2 separate regions of the Mus musculus genome follow, and region 2 is linked to region 1. The links are chromatin contacts, called in public Hi-C maps. All regions are on one chromosome and are shown on one strand. Each heading gives the region's core, a stretch centred on a gene start, on an enhancer-like site or on the middle of the called end of the contact. The rest is flanking DNA. Distances are from core to core; before and after follow the strand shown. Region 1 holds the start of Mrpl45 (mitochondrial ribosomal protein L45). Region 2 holds the start of Zpbp2 (zona pellucida binding protein 2).

What was found. A called contact is a pair of places that touch in the nucleus more often than the background predicts.
Region 2: a Hi-C map of B cells shows a contact between it and region 1, with 6 read pairs. The contact joins the promoter of Zpbp2 here to the promoter of Mrpl45 in region 1. A contact is called at or near these places in 1 of 39 promoter capture datasets (pre-B cells) and 1 of 484 Hi-C or Micro-C datasets (B cells).

The regions. Positions count from the first base shown.
Region 1 is chr11:97,313,875-97,319,641 of GRCm38.p6, forward strand. It overlaps Mrpl45 (mitochondrial ribosomal protein L45), which reads left to right and starts at 1,842. Exons shown (of 8, transcript NM_025927.4): 1 at 1,842-2,065; 2 at 2,873-3,050. The coding sequence starts at 2,000.
Region 2 is chr11:98,549,206-98,555,670 of GRCm38.p6, forward strand. Zpbp2 (zona pellucida binding protein 2) reads left to right here and starts at 1,892. Exons shown (of 8, transcript NM_027061.2): 1 at 1,892-2,117; 2 at 2,238-2,303; 3 at 3,253-3,378; 4 at 4,618-4,779; 5 at 5,346-5,564; 6 at 6,282-6,364. The coding sequence starts at 2,069.

The DNA of each region.
Region 1 (5,767 bases), core at 592-3,091:
ATGTTTGTGTGTATACATATACATACATGTACACACACACACCCTGCTGCTAACAAGGACTCCTATTCTTTAGGTTCAATTTAAAAGTCTTACTAGGCCGGGCGTGGTGGTGCACACCTTCAATCCCAGCACTCAGGAGGCAGAGGCAGGCAGATTTCTGAGTTCGAGGCCAACCTGGTCTACAAAGTGAGTTCCAGGACAGCCAGGTCTATACAGAGAAACCCTGTCTGGAAAAAACAAAACAAAACAAACAAACAAACAAAAGTCTCACTAGGAAAAATGGGAAAGAAAAGTCTGCCTTATAGGATTTCCTTTTCACTGTTGTTTAAGAGATTTTTAAATGTGTGTGGATGCTTAGCTGCCTATCTTTATGTGTACCATGTGTGTAATGCCCTCAAAGTCCAGAAGAGGGCATCAGATCCCCTAGAATTGGATTTACAGGGGCATATGCGTCACCATGTGGATGCTGGGACCCGAACTTGGGTCCTCTGCCAGAGCAGCAAGGACTCTTTTTTTTTTTTTTTTTTAAGATTTATTTATTTAATGTAAGTACACTGTAGCTGTCCTCAGACACTCCAGAAAAGGGAGTCAGATCTTGTTACGGATGGTTGTGAGCCACCATGTGGTTGCTGGGATTTGAACTCCTGACCTTCAGAAGAGCAGTCGGGTGCTCTTACCCACTGAGCCATCTCACCAGCCCAGCAAGGACTCTTAACACCTGAGCCATCTCTATAGTTTCTATTTTCTTTTTTAGTTTTTGTTTGTTTGTATTTTTCTGAGGGAGGGTTTTCTCTGTGTAGCCCTGGCTGTCCTGGAACTCTCTTTGTAGACCAGGCTGGCCTCGAACTCAGAAATCTGCCTGTCTCTGCCTCCCGAGTGCTGGGACTAAAGGGGTGCGCCACCATGCCTCAAATTTTCCAAAACAGCTAATCAAAAGTAACAGTGACCACCTAAGAATCCATCTCAGAGTGAACCAAATCATATTAGGTACTGATAGGGAATTAGCTTGCAGTAGCCGAGAAACTGAGCAGAGGCCAGGCAGACATGGGTTAGGATGTGTTACATAGTCTGTGTGGCTCCAGGATGACCTGGTTATCACACTGGGATTCCTTTAACCACTGAATGTGAAGCGATTTTGGAGTTGTTAAACTCTATGTACCTGACTCTCAGTTCTGCCAATTATTTGTTTAAATTTGAATTACATATTTAGTATCTCTGGCCCAACCATATATGTAAAAGCAGGAATATTTATTGCTTGTGGTGAGGATTAAGTTGATATATGTAAAATGCTTAAATTGCCAGGCGCCTAGTAAACAATTTTGAAATACCAGTTATTACCAAATTTGGTAAGTGGTATTTTTGGAAATGATATGTTTTGGGAAATGACAGATTCTTGTTAACCCACGTGCCTTTTGCTTTTCAGTAATCACAGCGGTCAGCTTCCCTAACGGAAAGGTATGAAAGAATTTTCACATAGAAAACTAGGTTGGTTAAAGGTTTAAGGTTATACTGCATTTTGAGGTCAGAAACACACCCAGAAACTATCATTTTCGCCCTAAATACCTCCAGTGAATTCCTTGTAATGAAAGAAAACACTTATCTTAAAGGCTTCTGATTTCAGAGGGAAGCACTTTTTCGTTTTTTTCACCGATTGTAAATAAGGTGTAACAATGTGTTAAGGAACCAGGAATGCAGCAACCAGAGTCCCACAGAAGCCTCCTGCGCAGGCGCAGCTGGCTCTCCCCGTCTCCGACTGGCGCGTGACAGCCGTGCGGTTTACCCTACTTCCAAAGTGGTTTCATTGCGCACGCGCGAACCCACTGCGCGTGCCCGCGCGCCCCTCCCCTGGAGAGCGTGCGCGTGCGCGCGACTCACCTTTCGGCCTGGGGCGCGCGCCCTGGAAAATTCCACTCCCCAGCTCGCTCCGCCCTCTGCGCCTTTTCTCCGGCTCGGTGATCTGCGGCTAGGCTAGCATCCCGGCGGCCTTTGCGCGAGCAAAATGGCGGCCCCCGTACCTCGGGGCTTGTCCTCCTTATACAGGACTTTGGGATGGTGGTCTCGGCAGGTGGGTAGAAATGAAGCGAATGAAATTTTTAGGGACACAAAGAGGAGGATAGAGTAGAGGGGAATAATCATGCTGTGGGCGTTGCTGAGTTTGGACCATACGAGTCAGACTTCATCTGGAGAAGAATTTGAGGTGTATGCGATCCCCTCTAGACAAGTCTCTCTAGACAGCCTAGACGAGGCTGAGCATTAAGCTTCTTTACGTTAATTCTAGTCTTTGGAGAGAAGATGTTAAAAAGGAAAGTAATGGCTTGGAAGATGAACCAGCTCTTTTACATTCTTAAAAAATTTTTTTTTGAAAAGGATAGGAGTTTTGTCTTATCCTAGAGGGAAAAGGTCACCTGACTTCGTAAAAGTTTATTGGTCAGTTAGGAGCTAGAAGCAATTTGCTTCTGAAAAAGCAAAACAGAAGTGTGGGGGAAATGCCAGGGAGATCTTGTTTAATGCTTTAGTAATAGCATTCCACTCTTTTCAGAAATGGGTTAAGTGAGGTTTACAATTAAACTGAAAGTTCTTTGGCACTAGGACCTCTGCTTTAATCATCTCTGTATACAGTAGTACTGCAGAATGTATTAAAGGAAAGTTTTTACTGTTGATTGATGTGAATACAGGTTATTAATTGGCTTGTGGCAAAAGCCATCCCTAGGTGTTCAAAAAGTAATATCGTTTCTCCATAATAGTCATTTCATAACTCCTGAAGCATTCTTTAATGGGATGTCTTTCTATAAGACTTTGCAAACAGTTTGCTCAAGATAGATTTATCCTTTCCAAATCACCTATACGCTAACTTTTTTTTTTCATCTCCCAGCCCATTCTGGTGACTCAGTCCACAACTGTAGTTCAAGTTAAAACCAAAAGCCGTTTTAGACCCCCAACTCCTGAACCCAAGTACAAAACAGAGAAGGAGTTTTTGGAGTATGCCAGGAAAGCGGGATTGGTCATTCCACAGGAACGGTTGGAGCGCCCTATACATTTGGCCTGTACAGGTAAGGAACTATTTCTGGGATCCTGGTTCAGTTCTCTATTGTCAGAGGTCTGGTGTATGCTTTAGACTCTGATTGATAGCAATAAATTAACCACTAAGTGGGGCTGGAGATATGACTTAGCGGGTAAGAGTACTGACTGCTCTTCCAGAAGTACTAAGTTCAATTCCCAGAAACCTCACTACCATTAGTGGCTCACAACCATCTGTAATGGGATCCGATGCCCTCTTCAGGTGTGTGTGTCTGAAGACAGCTATAGTGTGTACTCATATAAGTAAGTCTTTTTTAAAAAGATTAAAAAAAAGAATGAACCACCAAGTTCACCCTCAGTAATGATTTACTTTTATAAACTATATTTCAAAAAGTCAATTTTGTTTTGTTTTTACAGAACTTGGGGTTAGATATAGAACTAAACAAGCAGTCTACCGCTGAGCTACACACTCCTGTTCTCCCTTTCCTTTTGCCTTTACCACAGGTGGATCCTCCTACATAAATAGTAGCTGAGACCTAGGGCTGTACCTCTAGTCCTGCTCATGAGGTCATCCTTATTTGTTTATTTATTTATTTATTTATTTTATGTATATGAGTAAACTGTACCTGTACAGATAGTTGTGAGCCTTTATGTGGTTGTTAGGACTTGAATTTAGGACCTCTGCTCACTCCAGTCAACCTCACTTGCTCAGGCCCAAAGATTTATTTATTATTATAAATAAGTGGGGCCTGAACTCTGCAGCCAGTCCCACAACACCCAGAGGAAGCTCCACTCCCAGGCTCTCTAACACGCCCAAGATTACAGGATCCCAGAATCCCAGGATCACAGAGACAGCTGGACTCAGGAGTTCTGACACAACCAGGATCACAGGAAGGACAGACTCCAGTCAGATATATCGAGGGCAGGTAGCACTAGCAATAACCAGATGGCAGGAGGCAAGTGTAAGAACATAAGCAATAAAAAAATAATAAATAAATAAATAAAGAGCTGGGCGTGGCGTCACACACCTTTAATCCCAGCACTTGGGAGGAAGAGACAGGTGAATTTCTGAGTTTGAGGCCAGCCTGGTCTACAAAGTGAGTTCCAGGACAGCCAGGGCTATATAAAGAAACCCTGTCTTGGGGGGAAAAAAAAAGCCATAAGCAGTAGAAACCAAGATTACTTGGCATCATCAGAACCCAATTCTCCCAACATAGCAAGTCCTGAATACACCATCACACCAAAAAAGCAAGATTCGGATCTAAAATCACTTCTCATGATGATGATAGAGGACTTTAAGAAGGACATAAATAACTCCCTTAAAGAAATACAGGAAAACACAGGTAAACAGGTAGAAGCCCTTAATGACAAAACACAAATATCCCTTAAAGAATTACAGGAAAATATAATCAAACAGACTAAGGAAATGAACAAAACCATCCAAGATCAAAAAATGGAAATAGAAACAATAAAGAAACCACAAAGGGAGACAGCCCTGGAATTAGAAAACCTTGGAAAGAGATCAGGAGTCATAGATGCAAGCATCACCAACAGAATACAAAAGATAGAAGAGAAAATCTAAGGTGCAAAAGATACCATAGAAAACATTGACACAACAGTCAAAGAAAATGCAAAATGCAAAAAAGCTCCTAACCCAAAACATCCAGGAAATATAGGACGCAATGAGAAGACGAAATCTAAGGATAATAGGTATAGAAGAGAGGGAAGATTCCCAACATAAAGGGACAGTAAATACCTTCAACAAAACTATAGAAGAAAACTTCCCTAACCTAAAGAAAGAGATGCCCGGGGGCTGGTGAGATGGCTCAGCGGGTAAGAGCACCCGACTGCTCTTCTGAAGGTCCTGAGTTCAAGTCCCAGCAACCACATGGTGGCTCACAACCATCCTTAAGGAGATCTGACTGGTGTGTCTGAAGACAGCTGCAGTGTACTTACATATAATAAATAAATAAATATTTAAAAAAAAAAAAAAAAAAAAAAGAAAGAGATGCCCATGAGCATACAAGAAGCCTACAGAACTCCAAATAGACTGGACCAGAAAAGAAATTCCTCCTATCACATAATAGTCAAAACACCAAATGCACAAAACAAAGAAAGATTATTAAAAGCAGTAAGGGGAAAATGTCAAGTAACATATAAAGGCAGACCTATCAGAATTCCACCAGACTTCTCACCAGAGACTATGAAAGGTAGAAGATCTTGGGGAGATGTAATACAGACCCTAAGAGAACACAAATGCCACCCCAGGCTACTATACCCAACAAAATTCTCAATTACCATAGACGAAGAAAAGATATTCTATGACAAAACCAAATTTACACTGTATCTTCCACAAATCCAGCCCTACAAAGGATAATCAATGGAAAATACCAATACAAGGAGTGAAACCACACCCTAGAAAAAGCAAGAAAGTAATCTTTGAACAAATCCAAAAGAAGATAGCCACACAAACATAATTCCACCTCTAACAACAAAGATAACAGGAAGTAGCAATCACTTCTCCTTAATCTCTCTTAACATCAATGGACTCAACTCCCCAATAAAAATAGATAAACTAACAGACTGGATACGTAGTCAGGACCCAGCATTTTGCTGCATACAGGAAATGCACCTCAGTGACAAAGACAGACACTATGTCAGAGAAAAAGGTTGGAAAACAATTTTCCAAGCAAATGGTCCCAAGAAACAAACTGGAGTAGCCATTCTAATATCAAACAAAATCGATTCA
Region 2 (6,465 bases), core at 642-3,141, 1.2 Mb after region 1:
CATGGATACTTCCAAGACCCAAACTAACTCTCTCTCTCTCTCTCTCTCTCTCTCTCTCTCTCTCCCTCTCTCTCTCTCTCTCTCATTTCTTTTCTTCTTGCTTGTTTGTTTTGAGACAGGGTTTCTCTATGTAGCCCTGGCTGTCCTGGAATTCTCTCTGTGGACCAGGCTGGCCTAAAACTCGGAGATCTGCCCTCCTCTGCTTCTGCCTCTGCTACCTGAGTGCTGGGATTCAAGGTATGTGCTACCACTACCCAGCTAAAGGTTTTCTTTTTAATTCTGTATATATGGGAGGGATGGAGAGGGTATATACACGTGAATGCAGGCATCCATGGTTTCCAGAAGAGGGCACTGGCTCACCTGGAACTGAGTTAAAAGGGTGTTGTTGTAAGCTACCCAGCTGGATCCTGGAACTAGAGCCCTCTGGAAAAGCAGATAAACTCTCAACCACTGAGCAATCTCTCCAGCCCGACTATTCTAACACTCTTCTATAAGAGTTAAGATTTAACACATAAGTTTATGAGAATCGTGTGCAATAACTGAGAAGTTAGTAATACTTTGTACTTTTGGAAAATGTTTTGATTAAATCTGAAGTGAGGTGTCTCTGCGGTTATGAACACTGGCTGCTCTTCTAAAGGACCCACGTTTGATTCCCAGCATCCAAATGGCTGCTCACAACCATTGTTAACTCCAGTCCCAGAGGCGACACACTCTTTGGCCTCTGTGGGCAGTGCATGCCTGTGGTGCACAGACAGACAGAAATGCAAGCAAAACACCCATCCACATTTTTAACAGTTGAGGCTAACCCATGAGTCTAGACGTAGTAACTGACAGGGGGTGGATCTGACTCATTGAATCCCATTTCATGCTTGTGCTAGATCGATAAAATTAACAGTGACTAAAAATGAAATTACTGACAAAGGTTGCTCCTGGACCATCTGAGACAGTCCAAATACTGACTCGGCTCAAAGGAAATAAAACTGAAAACTCCTGATCTCACCCCAAATAACCATTCTGCACCCTATCTGAACCTTGGGCTCTCTCCCTAACCAACCTACTCAAAACCACTACTGAGAGCGGTGCTCTACTGCCAAGAGGTAAACAACACCTAAAGTCTTTCAGGTCACCTAAAATAGCAGTCAAGATGGGACCACGCATGATGGGGTTAGCGACTCAATTCAGTAAAGGCCCTGGGTTTGGTCCCCAGCACAGGGTTCAGAAGAACTTTGAAAGACTATTTTGGAGCTCCCTGAGAGTGACTTATCTCACATCAGCTGAGGAAAAGATCACCCGCTCTCGCCTTCCTTTCGAAGGGACCCATTCTCTAAAGCAAAGTTACTTCCGAATAAATTTGCATGAGGGGGTGTCCCTTACATCATCTCACACTCTAAGCTGAAAAAAATAAAGGTTTAACCTTCCTCCACGTGGGAAGGTCTGAGGGCACCCTTCTGAAGCACAGAGGAGAGGGCTCTTCAAGGTCTTGGTTTTGTATGCCAGAAAAATGCAACTAGGTGAAAACTGGATGTGACGTTTTGACAGATCCAGCAACGCTAGCAACGTTAGCTCGGGGTTCCAGAGCTGAGCCCTCGCTTTTAGGAAATTCTCACAAACATCTCCCTTCTTCTGATCGCCAAACTACGGCATCCTTGGGCTGCTCAGAGCCGCCGCCACCGTCCTTAGGACCCACTGTGTTCACTCATCAGTTCCTTTAGTCTGAGGAAGTCTTGAGTTCGTTTCCTTTACTCGTCACACCACCAGGCCGACTAGAGCTAGAGAGCGGGAACACGGGACCCAAGGAGAGGTGCGAAAGGCTCGGAGGGTGCAGCGCTCCGCAACTGCGCGTGCGCCAGGAGGCGGGGCTCTCCATCTGCGAGCGCTTGCCCCGCCCCTCGTGCCAAGCCGGAACACGCAGGCGCTCTCGGGCACAGCCGCCCCCGTGATAGCCTGGGACCGGTAGGGAAGATGCCCTTGGCGGTTTGCTTCGCTCTGTAGAGGAGCGATGGGGAGGCGTTGGGCCTGGCCTGAGGTAGGAGGGCACCCAGCCGTCGCCACTAGTGCCTGAGCCGTGATGCTTGCGTGGGCCCTACTCTACGCGGTGCTCTGGTCTCTCGCAGGAGGTGGGGCTTGGCCCGCAGGCTCCTCCCCCGTCCCTCCTTCTTCGCCTCCGCCCCGCCCCGCCCTGAACCGTGTGTCCTCCAAACACTAATAATAAGCCAGAGGTGTTCTCTCCTCCGCAGTTGGATCGCAACGTTCTTCCTTATTCAATATCAAAGGCTTTGTTTACGGCACGGTAGGGCACCCAGGTAATACGTGCCTCTTCTCACGCAAGGCTTGTCCCAAGAGCTGGGGATGCATCCTCTTAGGTTCTTCAGGCAGGGAAAAGGGAGCTAGGCAGGAGGGCGTCTGTGCTCTGCAGTTCGGGAAGTTTGCATCATTGCCCTCAAAGCTAGTCTTCTATTCCAGTGTTCACCACAGATCTGCCGCTCTGATACCACGTCTCTCTTTCAAATACTTCTGCTTTGTAATGGGTGAAGGCACTTAGCAGAGTGGACGCCCCTCTGGAAGGCTCTTCTCTCCCTCTTGTATTAACCAGCCCTATTCATGCATCAAACATCAGCTCCAGTGTTACTACTCTCTGTAGTTTTCCTACATTCAGGAAAAAGTACTCCAAATTTGAAATAACACTGCACTCCGTCTAGAACAATTCCACATTTAAGGCCTTTCTCTTCCCAACACCACCATTACACTGCCAAACTGAACAATAGACTTTAGAGATTCTGATCCTGGCAATGATTGGACCTTAAAAAGTACCTTGTGAGACTAGGTACTATCTATCCAGTTGAGTCACTGTTGTACACCTTTCTAGTAAACACTGCACAAGACAACAGGAAGCTTACGCGAAATACCAAGTTTTCAGTTTTGAAATAGTTTGTCAGTCAAGCTAACATCCTGTAACATTGATTCCATAGCTCCTTATTGGAGCTATTTATTAATGTGTACGTTAAAAGGAACTTGATCTTCATTTTTCTAGACTGTCACAAAATAAAAATATTACCGACAAAGTACAGTTTAAAGGTTTACTATGGGGAAGCAGCAAAGACTTCATTCTAAATGACAACTAGCATTGGACACGTTACGAAGACTTTTTAAGTACTGAAATCCTGAAAGAACTAACTGGTATCATTGTCTAGGAGTGTGTGTGTCTTTATTTCTCTGTATAATGTAATTACGCAGAATTTTATTTTGTCACAGTAAAAATATATGTAAAGTTACATCAGGCTAGTCCTGTCCTTATTTGTATGGATATTGATCGTGCCAATAAAGAAACAGTGGACCCCACCTATTTATGGACTGGGCCAAATGAAAACACATTAAAAGGTAAATAATTTAAATATATTTTAACGGTGTGAACATTGTTTTTTTAAAAAAGCACTGCCATTATTGAAAAGAACAAATTTAATTTTAAAATTCTATTAGCTGTATTTTATTTTTGTATATGTGAGTGTTTTGCCTGCATGCGTGTATGTGCACCACATGCCCGATGCCCTCAGAGGTCAGAAGAGGATATCTGATCCTCTGGAAGTGGAATTACTACTGGTTGTAAACCACCTTGTTGGTGCTGGGAATTGAACCCAGATCCTCTGCAAGAGCAGCAAGTGCTCTTAAACAGTGGGCAATCCCTCCAGCCCCAAGAAATTTAATTTTAACTGCAATTAACTTTTCTCAACACGACAAATTATAATTTTTCTTGGCCCATGACTTAAGTTCTTCGTATGCAAAAACTAAAAGCAGATGCAAAAGACTGCACAGCCCATGTGAGCACAATACTCAAAATGTTGAGGCAGGAGGATTACAAGTTTGAAGGTGGCCTGGGCTAACCAAAGAGACCATTTTTTGTTACTTTTGTTTCCCAGTGCTTGGGACTGAATCCAGAGTCTCCCTCTCAAGCAAATTTTCTCTATGCTGTCTGGTTACCCTGCGGCAGTTATTTTTGGGCCCTACTTTTCCTAAGTACTAAACATTTTCCTAAGTACTAAAGTTTACCCATAAAACACCAGTAATATGGGATATTCAATATGTAATTTTATGTTAGAATAGTACCTTGTAATATCAACATTATTTGTGTGTTGTGTGTGTTTCTGTGTGTGTGTGTAAATATAAAATATAAATGTATTTATATAAACACGTAAATATGTATAGATATATAATTTACTGAATTACTGGCATAAATCAGTCAGAACTAAATAAAGAAAATCAACATATATTTCACAAGTGTGCCCGGCTCATGTAATTCTTTCATAGAGTAGTATGACAATTAAGGTTTTTTTTCCCCCTTGGGCTGTTGGGCCTGGTGCTACATGCCTTTAATTCCAGCACTCAGAAGGCAGAAGCAGGCAGATTTCTGTGAATTCAAGGCCAGCCTGATCTACATAGCAAGTTCTAGACCAGCCAGGGCTATGCAGTGAGACCGTGTCTTAAAAAATGTTTTATTGGGTTCTCAAGGTTCAAATAGTCTATTAATTTTTGAATTTTTGCATGTCTGTTTATAGCCCTGCGTCTACTGAATAATGTTTAAGTTACCTGTTGAGTAACCCAGCGATTTCCTCTTTTGATCAGGGAATAGCCAGATAAATATAACAAACACAGGAGAACTGGTACTGAAGGATTTCCTGGAGCCGTTATCTGGACTTTACTCATGTATGCTTTCCTATAAGACTATCAAAGCAGAAACCCAAGAAGAAACTATGATAAAGAAGAAATATGACTTTCTGGTCTTTGGTAATAATATATATAATAATAATATAAGGTCCTGAGCCATCTTTCCAGTGCCCCAAAAACATCCTTACATTTTAAGATGTATTTTTATTATGTGTCTCATGTGTGTGTGTGTGTGTGTGTGTGTGTGTGTCACGTGCATGTGAGTGCAGGAGCCAGCAGAGGCCAGAAGAGGGCGTCTGATGCCCAGGAGTTAGGAGCAGCTGTGAGCTATCTGATGGGGGAGGCTGGGAACCACAGCTCCTAACTTCTGTGCCATCTCTTGAGCCCCAATGGCTTTTTGACACTATTAACTTACCTGTATTGCTACCACACGGTAGCCATTTCTCTTAAGTAGACAGACATCTAATAATGATAATGACCGGTTTTGTTGTTGTTGTTTCATTAAAATTATTAGTTATATGTATTGTATAAACAGACCAATGGAATTATCTAGACCATTTACTAGATAAGTACGATTTTGAAACTGATTTGCAAAATTAACGATGTTGAATGTTACATGTTTTTGGAAAAACGCAGCAGAAACTAATGCAAGACACAACTGTTTTTATTCTCACCTTTCTCTAAAGCATATCGGGAACCTGATTATTCTTACCACATGGCCGTGCGTTTTACCACAGGATCTTGTGTAGGAAGACACAATGACCTGCTCTTTAGAGTGCTGAAGAAAATCTTGGATAACTTAATCTCTGATTTATTGTGCCATGTCATAGAGCCATCATACAAATGCCATTTTGTTAAACTTCCAGAGAGGGACTTCCTGTATGAGCTGTTCATAGCCTTTCAAGGTGAAACCATTTTACAACGTTAATTTTATGGCTTTAATTCAAAACCATAATAGATTATAAAATGAATCGCCGCCGGGCGTGGTGGCGCACACCTTTAATCCCAGCACTCGGGAGGCAGAGGCAGGAGGATTTCTGAGTTCGAGGCCAGCCTGGTCTACAAAGTGAGTTCCAGGACAGCCTGGAGAAACCCTGTCTCGAAAAACCAAAAAAAAAAAAAAAAAAAAAAGAATCGCCATATAAACACGAGATGTCTCCTACCTATAATAAGTTTGAAGTGTTTGCTAAGCACTAATCTACTGCCTGGTTGTGGTTTTAAAGTCAGCCTACCTTCAAATATAATATATTGTTTATTACTCAAAGTCAATGTCGTTTTATTGACATGACTTTTAACTGTGCAGCTAGGTACAAACTTAACAATTTCTTATAGAACTTTAGGAATGATGTTTTATGGTTTCTGTTTTTGAGGAATTAACGAGGGAGTAGCCAGACATACTATGTTTCTATGTTCAAGCCTTGTAATTACTTCAATTAGCCCCCAGATGGAGTAAAGACACAGTGCACGTGTTACTCAAACTGTGTGCCTAGCTTTAGTATTCTGACCAGGTAGCTGGGTTAAAGGGGCGTATGCCTGCACACCAACCAAAGCCTTTGGGACTTTACTGAAGGATCCGGTGCTTTTGAGAAGCCGGTGTGTCCCTGTCATGTTTTCCTCTCCAGTGAATCCTTTCGCACCGGGCTGGAGAAGTTTGTGCAACCGCTCTGCTGACTGTGAAGACATCACGAATCACAACGTCCTCAAGGTAAGCAAATGCCATAGGCAGGGGAAAGCACTGGGGACCTACAGGGCCTTTGGTAAATACCCTATCTTATTAACAGCAGTCCAAGGTCATCTTCATCTGCA